3 separate regions of the Gossypium hirsutum genome follow, and regions 1 and 3 are each linked to region 2. Evidence: chromatin contacts called from public Hi-C data. All regions are on one chromosome and are shown on one strand. The core of a region is the stretch at or near the end of the contact, and the rest is flanking DNA. Distances in the headings are between cores, read along the strand shown.

Region 1 (2,700 bases), core at 159-2,658, 160 kb before region 2:
CCTTTCCCTTAAAAAAAAGATGGTGGAAATGAAGTTAGTGGTCCCTTAAATCATTCATTAAAGACTAAAAAGAAAAAAAAAGTAACAAAAATGATGGCAACAGTTGTCTTGGCAAATGGCAAACCAAACACCATACTCTACATATTAAATTACAAAAGCAAGTCTCTGATAATTGTATGTATACAACATATAACATATATAATCATAATCATAAAATAAATAATAATTTTTAAAAGGCTTGTGAAAATCTGACCCAAATACTCTGTTTTGGCAATGAGTTTATAATTTATTGTTTTCAGAACATGACTACTGAATACTGATATCCTGTTTTATTGTATAAATTTTTCTGATGGAAGCTGCCATTTTTGTTTTATTGATGAAAAAAGAAAGAAGAATAAAAAAATAAAAGGTGATATAAGCCAAAAGCTCTGTGTTTTCATGTTGTCTTCTTCATTCACCTTTTTTTTTTATTTTTTGTATATAATAAAATTATGAGTTGTTAGTTTATTATCTTCCACATTCGGTTGATTTTTAAATCGAATTTATGATTTTTTTTTAAAAAAATTTAGTTTTAGAGATTTGACAAATCTTGAACAATAAGAATATATACGGCATTCTTTTGGGTGATTGAAATGTATAGATTTTGTTTTAACCATGTTGTGAATAGCTTCACAAACGTAATTAAAAAAATGATCATATGTCTATCGCATGTTAGATTTTCAATTATCACTTTTGAAGTTTTTAAACTCTATTATATTTAATTATATATTTCATTGTTTTTCATAAATATTATGAACTCACATTTGCTTCAATTATTTTTTTACAACGGCAGGAAGTAGAGGTTACTTGGGTTTGAACTCAATTTTGGTGTTGCACTAGAACACTAGTCTTTTCAAATGGCCATTGAAAGCTTTAAAAGATAAGGTTTAAATATGGCCAAATTTTGCTACTAATTTATCTACTTGGATTTTGTCTATGTATTTTTTATTTTTTATTTTTTATTCAAAATTTTTATTATCATTTTTTATCAAATTTTTTCTATTAAGTGAGAGTAGCTTAATTAGCATGTTAAGAAGCACTAATGGTATTAATTATTTCACTTAAATTTTATTTATTGTAAATACTAAATCCCTAATTTTATTGTAACCTTTAAATTTGTTGATGGTGTTGTTAAAGAAATGGAGGGAGAGAACATTTGGGCCTAAAAGAGGAAAGAAAAGTAATGAAATTAGAAAACCCAACATTTCACGAAGGTCCAATCCACCATTAGGTGTTAGCCTCTGGCTTCTCTTCAATTAAGGTCACCTTGTAAGGAATATCGTAAGTTCCAAGCTAGGTTTAGGGTTAACTTTTTATTCCCTTTTAACTTTATTCACATATATATATGTAATAACAAACGCACTGTCCAGTTCGAAACGCTGTGATATTCCATTTTGTGTTTATTCTTTGAATAGAGGGTTCTTTGGAGAGTGATATCTCAGTGATGGATGCAGAAAAGAAGACTTGGTTTTGGCTCGACCGAACCTTGTTAATGTGTTTGCTTTACTTTGCTGTAGATGGTAATAAACAGCACTTTATTGCCACGCTCGTCGCATTGATATTGCATGATTTCGTAGTTTACATGGTCAAGCTCCTTCTCCAGGATATTTATGCTCTTTTCTCCACTCTGTTACACAACTTGAAGTTAAGATCTTTAAACAAAAGCGTAAGTGCCTTATTATTATTATCATTATGGTGGATTGAATTTGCATGCATGATCTGATATTCCTGAATGTATTGTTTCAGGGTACCATTGAGGGAGGAAATTACAACAGCATGAGAGAAAAGGAGGAAGTAGAAATAAGGACAACAGCGAAGAAGAATGAAAAAGAAGGTGAAGAGGGAAGCATGCAGGTGCAAGTTGCATGTGAGACTTGCAGGATGTTCAAAGAGGAAGAAGCAATGAAAGCCAAAGGGAAATACAAGGATAAGTACAAGAAAAAGTTGCTGCAAAAGGAGGAGAATTTTGATAGAGTTAAAAGCACTTTGAAAGAAAAATATAATGAAGATAGAGACAAGTGGGAAGAAGAGAGAAAGTTGCTCAAGATAAAGTATGAAGAGATGCGATGGACATAAACCAAACAAAAAACCCTTTAATTACTTAGTTATTAATGTTTATTGATAGATGATGTCCTAAGAGGGCATATTAACTAATAATACCAGTTCTGATGCTTTTTAAATTTATGGGGTATATTGAGATATCAATGTTTATTCCTGTTTTGAACAATGTTGAAGAAAAACATGCAAGTTTAATGTTACTTGAGAGAGGATATTCTTAAGCACTCTTCAAAGCTTTTACTCAAGAGAGGATTACTCACAACTGCAAAATCATATCATCAAATGAAAACTCTATCAAGCATGTTTGCAAGACTTACATTAAAACCAAGATACTTGAAAACATGGGGAGGATTAGATTTAGCTGCTATTAATTTCATAACTTTTTATACATGCAAGTACAATATTGTAAATCCAACCAATGAAACACTGTAAAACCATTTGAAGTTACAGATTAGGGCCAGTAGGTCCCATGAGAGGTAAATTTACTTATCTTTCAATCTGGAGCTAGTTTAGCATTGTAAGGTCCTTTTGGAAAACACCGATCAGTCATTTTCTTGGTTGAAAAGCACATTCTAAAGCTGCTTTGCTGTCAAAAGGCTTTTG
Region 2 (2,700 bases), core at 127-2,626:
GAAAAGAGACCTAATAATGTCTAAACTCCATATGGATTTACTTATGTTCATCCACCGCCATCATCATGCTTTCCTGCAAATTTTTTTTACCGTGACCTAAGAAATCAAGGCTTCAATGCAAGCTTTCTTTGGTGTTCTACAAACGGGACAAGAATCAAGAAAAGTTGCACAATCCTTACACGAACAAAGGTGTCGGCAAGGAAGGAACAACACTGACGAATTTCGACAATAACAACATTTGCAAACCATTGTGGTTTTTTCTTGTTGTTCTTCTTGTCTTTGACTGCTGCTATCAACCGCCGCGAAACCTCCGTTTCCCTTTGTTTCCATAATCCCTTCGTTGTTGTCTTCGCATTCACAGCAAGACTCTGCGTCATCGACACCATTGTTAAAACGACAAGAAGCTTGTTCCTCCCGTACTTGTTCAAGCCTGTTGTTTAAAGACACAACCATAGCTTCATTCTCTTGCGCCACCCTTTGCCATGCTTGATTCTCCATCTCCAATTTCTTCAACATATTCTGAAGTTCCATTGTTTTGTTCCTCGCTTTAACAATCTCTTCATCTTTTTGTCTAAGCAAAAAAGAGGCCTTTGATTCTATCTTCTTCACTAATACTTCATATTGTTGTTTCCTTTGCTCTTGCAGTAACAATCTCAGCCTCTCATTCTGCACAAAATCAAAAAAAAAAATTAAAGATCCAATTGGAAAGAAATGAAAAACTTGGATTTTTTTTTTGTGATTTTGTACTAACCTGTGATTTGATAAACTGATCAATCTCGTATCTTTGCTTCTCAAACATGATTGATTCACGATTGTTGTTAGTGCTACCAAAGGAAAAGGTTTGGTCCCTTTGGTGCTGGTTTTGAAGGTGTTGAAACTGTTGCAGTTGTTGAAGCTGTGATGATATCTGTTGATTGACACCAGCAGCAGCACCAACAAGTCCACAACCATTATCGATCAAATCCAAAGAACCGCACATTGGGAACCCAATATTATCAGAATACAACTGCGCTTGTATAGCCATTATTTATCCTTCTTCAACCACCAAACAAGAACGAAAACAAAAACCAAACAAAAAGACCCACAATTTTTAGCCTGAAGTCTTTGTTTTACCATAAATCAGCTCAAAAAATGGGTTGGGGGGGGAGGGATTCTAGTTTGGATCAAAGAAACCCTCGATAACGACAAACGTAAACAAAAAAGAGGTAAAGGGTGTTGGTGTATATTTATAGGAGATGGAGAGAAGGGTGAGGTCAGAATACTGATATAATATTAAAGAATGGGGTGGATTTGGATTGTATTGAGGTAACTGAAAAAGCTTGAAAAGGAAGGGAGAGAGAGGGCATAGGATACTATTATTTTGTGCCATATTTTTCTCAAATGAAAAATCCTAGAAAAAGGCAGCATTAAAGAGAGGCTAATGCCACGTATGGGACGCGCTAAGCATCGACGTTCACATGCAGATTTTGTGACTAAACTATCGGCCTATTGAGTCAGAGATTTCTAAAGAGGGGGCCAGCCTTTTCATTTAGATTTTTGGTTTTATTCTAATTTCAGTCCCTCTATTGTGTTAAATCTTTTCGATTTAATAGGTCCAAATTGATTTCATAAATCCATTATTGACATCGGAGAAGGAAAAGAAAAACAGAAATGTGTGTGAGTTGAGTGATTTGGAAAGCCAGAATAATAACAGTAATTCTCATCAATTTATTTATTTTCTTGTCTACAATTTTGGGAATGTAAATCACTCATTTCTCTCTTATTTTGGGGATTTATAATTTTTTATGGATTTTCATTAAAATAAAATAACTAATTTTGGAATCCATAATTGAATTTGGGAAGTCAGCATTTATTTAGCAAATATCTGCAATGAATGAGGAAATTGTGAATAATATAAAATCTTTGAAATTTTAGTAACAGCCACCATTCATCCAAGATTACATACCTCTGGAATTTCAACTTCACTAAACTGACCTTTGACTTTTTATATTTTTCATTTTCTAATTATCCTTTTTTCAATAATTACATTGTATTTTCATGCTTCTGTATAATCTTTTTATTATGTTAGCTAATGTTTAAATTTTTTAATAATAGTTTAATGGTGCAAAAAGTCTTCAAATTTTTTCAAAAAAAATAATTAATTCTCTGCTCTTTTTTTTTCACTTATTTGGGTATTTGAACTCTCAAAATGCACCAAAAAAAGCACTTAATGCTTTTCAAAAAAAGCAATTAAGCTCCTACTTTTTTTTGCACTCACTTGGGTACTTCAACTTTCAAAATATATCAAAAAGACTATCAAATATTTTCAAAAAAAAAATAATTAAACCCCTGCTTTTATTAAAAATTAGAAGAAAAACTTATAAAATTTAAAATCAATAAAATCTATAAATAATATTAAATTTTAATAAAAAATCAAATATAAAAATCATAAAAAAATATATACAAAAAATTGTAAAATTTTATAAAAATAGTAAAAAAAGTATAAAATATACAGAAATATAAAAAAATTATAAAATTTTATAAGTTGTAAGAAAATTATACAAAATGTAAAAGAAATATAAATTTCATAAAAAAAATTATAAAAATATCGTACCAAAAGAAGCATTTTATAATTTTTCTAAAAAATTTATTGATTATATTTTTTATCATTTTTCTCCACATGTCACACTGTGTTGCGACACTTAATGACTTTAATTGAAA
Region 3 (2,700 bases), core at 133-2,632, 130 kb before region 2:
CTACCCCAAAATTACTGAATCAACATCGTAAGCATTTTATCACTACTCAAATCTTTGCAAGTTTATTTATTGTTTTATCATTACAATGCATTGTAGAAGACATATAATCGAACACATGGAGCTTGGCACTTATCCATGTTATGGAAACATACCCAAATATGATTAAACTATCCTATTAAAAAGCTTCAAAGGTGAAAGGGTAAAACTAGGGATTTAAATTGCGGTCGCGGTCGCGTTTTCGGTTGCATTGCGTTTATCGCGGTTGCGGACATAACGGATGCTATTGCGGTCATTGCAGGTATCGCGGTCGTGAATTTTACATTACTTATTGTGTATTGCGGGTATAGCGGGTTTCGGCAGTAGCGGTTTCGGACGGTGCCGCTACCGCTATATAACGGCCGCTATTTCGGTAACGGACCGCTATTTAAATCCGTAAAACTATTTGCAACTAAGTGGGAAAGTGAAACTTACAGGAGTGTTACCAACAGCAACACCATACTTGTTGGCAGCATTAACATCAACATTGTTGTAACCAACAGCCATGTTACTAAATGCTTTGCCTCCTGCTCTGCTTAAAGCTGCAAATAAAGTCTCCCCCCAGTCTTCAGTCAACTGTAACACAAATTCATAACATAAAAAACTCACAAAAAAAAATGGAAACAAAAAAGAACTCATATTTTTATTTTCTAACTGAAACAAATAATCGCAAGAAGAAAATCACCTGTCCAATCACCCCATCGCACTTATTGCCAATCAAAGAAATGATATCCTCAACGGACAAAATCGTTTTCTTCTCAGTACATATCTGAACAGGATGATGAAAAAAAAAACTTCTTTAAAAACTGGGATTTAACAGAAGAAGAGGAGAACGAAAACAGAGGATTTAGAGAAGTGAAAAAAACATATAATTTACTTCGACACGGCAATCTTGCTCGATTAAGAGGTTGATCCATCGAGTTCCAGGCATAGGTTTGGTGCTAATAACTCTGTATTTCCCATTTGGGTTCCACACTTCAATGGAAACTGGTTTTGCCATTGAAACTTGTCACTGAAAAACAGAGCAGAAAACTGAGCTTTTTAAATTTCAGTTACTCTGTTTCTTGCTTTTTATAGCAATGCTTTGGTGTGGTAAAGAACACTGCTTTACAGTGGCCTGTAATATCGCTACCAAAGACTCGAGTTGTAAGCAGTTCGATGTGCTTTTTAGTAAAGTTTTGACCTTATGATTATCGAATATTAAAATTGAAAATTTTGATAAAATCATTGTATATGGTTGATGTTGGTTGAGAATGATGAGGAACAGGATAGCAGTGTCTGTTCCGTAGAACATGTGATTTTGACCCATTTGGATAGAGGGGTGGAGAGGGTTGAGGGCTGTGGTGAGTTTGGGATGATGCTTGGGTTTTGTGGTATAAGTTAACTGATGACATGTCTTTTGTTCATAGATGACACGTAAGAGAAGCCTTTATCCTTTTTCTCAAATTACGGAAATATCCTTTAATTTAGTGGACAAAATTTGAGATGACAAAAGATACTAGAATGAAAGTAAGAAACTTGATTGGATTTCAATATATTTTGGTGTTATTTTTATTAATTTTAGATTTTCTTTTCTGGAAATTTGATATAAAAATTTATTTTTATTTTTATTTTGGTTGAAATAAATGTTCATTTATACATTTAAATTTTTACTCAATTTAATACTTTTATCTCTTAAACTAATTTTATCTCTTTAAAATTTTCTTAATGATTACAATTGTTAAAAGAATCTTCTATATTTTTCTATAAAATTAAAGCTGAAACATTAACAAAATTTGGCTATGATCAAGATTTTCAAAATTGGATTGATGATTAAATACGTTAGATCATTAATTCTCGAGTCGAACGGTTCATACAATTTAATTAAATAAATTATTTTAAAAAATAAAAATAGAGAAAAAACTATTTGACCGTCGATTCAATTAGTTCTACCAATTGATTCAATCGATCCGATCGACTAATAGGATCTAATTCCAATAGTTGTGGTAGTAAGGCTTGCTTTCGAGCTGATCGCTACTCACCACCCACTTTCATTGTCTATCTTTTGCCTTGATGCCTCTCTTTTTTTTCCCTTATCTTTTTTCACCTTTTTCTTTCTTTTATTTTCAATTCCACATCGTTAACTTTGATTTTGTAACATTTTGATTTAACAACATTTAAGAATTCTTTTATGTTCGATTCCAAATCATTAACTTTGATTTTGTAATATTTTGATATAACAACTGTTAGAATTAAAAGACCCAAATTCTTATTTAAATAAAATACAGTGGTAAAATAAAATAAAAGTAAAATCCCTATAGAACTATACTTCTTTTATTTTATTTTAGAATAAGGTTTTTTAAACCTTATTAAACTCCATCTATTCGATATTGATTAGAATAAGGTGTTTCAATCTTACTACACTCCTATTAGAATATGGTTTTACAAGCCTATAAATAGACATAGTCTACTCCTCTTGTAATTATTTGAATTCGACATAGTGAATTATCTTCTCCTCTGCCCGTGGTTTTTTCCCTGAAAGGGTTTCCACGTAAAATATGTGTGTTCTTTATTTTTATCTCTCTTTTTCTTTGCGATAAATTGTCATTATCGACGTTCTATTTTTTACAAATTGGTATCCGAGATTCCAGGTTGTTCATCTCAATCACGGTAATGGAGTCTTTG

The links. A called contact is a pair of places that touch in the nucleus more often than the background predicts.
Region 1: a contact with region 2 is called in a Hi-C map of leaf, with 4 times the contacts expected there. The contact joins the promoter of LOC107922576 here to the promoter of LOC107920940 in region 2. A contact is called at or near these places in 8 of 34 Hi-C or Micro-C datasets (anther and leaf).
Region 3: a contact with region 2 is called in a Hi-C map of leaf, with 2.5 times the contacts expected there. The contact joins the promoter of LOC107921219 here to the promoter of LOC107920940 in region 2. A contact is called at or near these places in 2 of 34 Hi-C or Micro-C datasets (both in leaf).

What each region holds. Positions count from the first base shown.
Region 1 is chrD01:55,690,330-55,693,029 of Gossypium_hirsutum_v2.1, reverse strand. It overlaps LOC107922576, which reads left to right and starts at 1,408. Exons shown (of 2, transcript XM_016852666.2): 1 at 1,408-1,705; 2 at 1,786-2,297. The coding sequence starts at 1,484. The coding sequence ends at 2,115.
Region 2 is chrD01:55,534,074-55,536,773 of Gossypium_hirsutum_v2.1, reverse strand. It overlaps LOC107920940 (probable BOI-related E3 ubiquitin-protein ligase 3), which reads right to left and starts at 1,376. Exons shown (of 2, transcript XM_016850773.2): 1 at 752-1,376; 2 at 1-666. The coding sequence starts at 1,024. The coding sequence ends at 97.
Region 3 is chrD01:55,664,596-55,667,295 of Gossypium_hirsutum_v2.1, reverse strand. It overlaps LOC107921219 (glycerate dehydrogenase), which reads right to left and starts at 1,382. Exons shown (of 13, transcript XM_016851098.2): 1 at 914-1,382; 2 at 722-805; 3 at 472-612. The coding sequence starts at 1,036.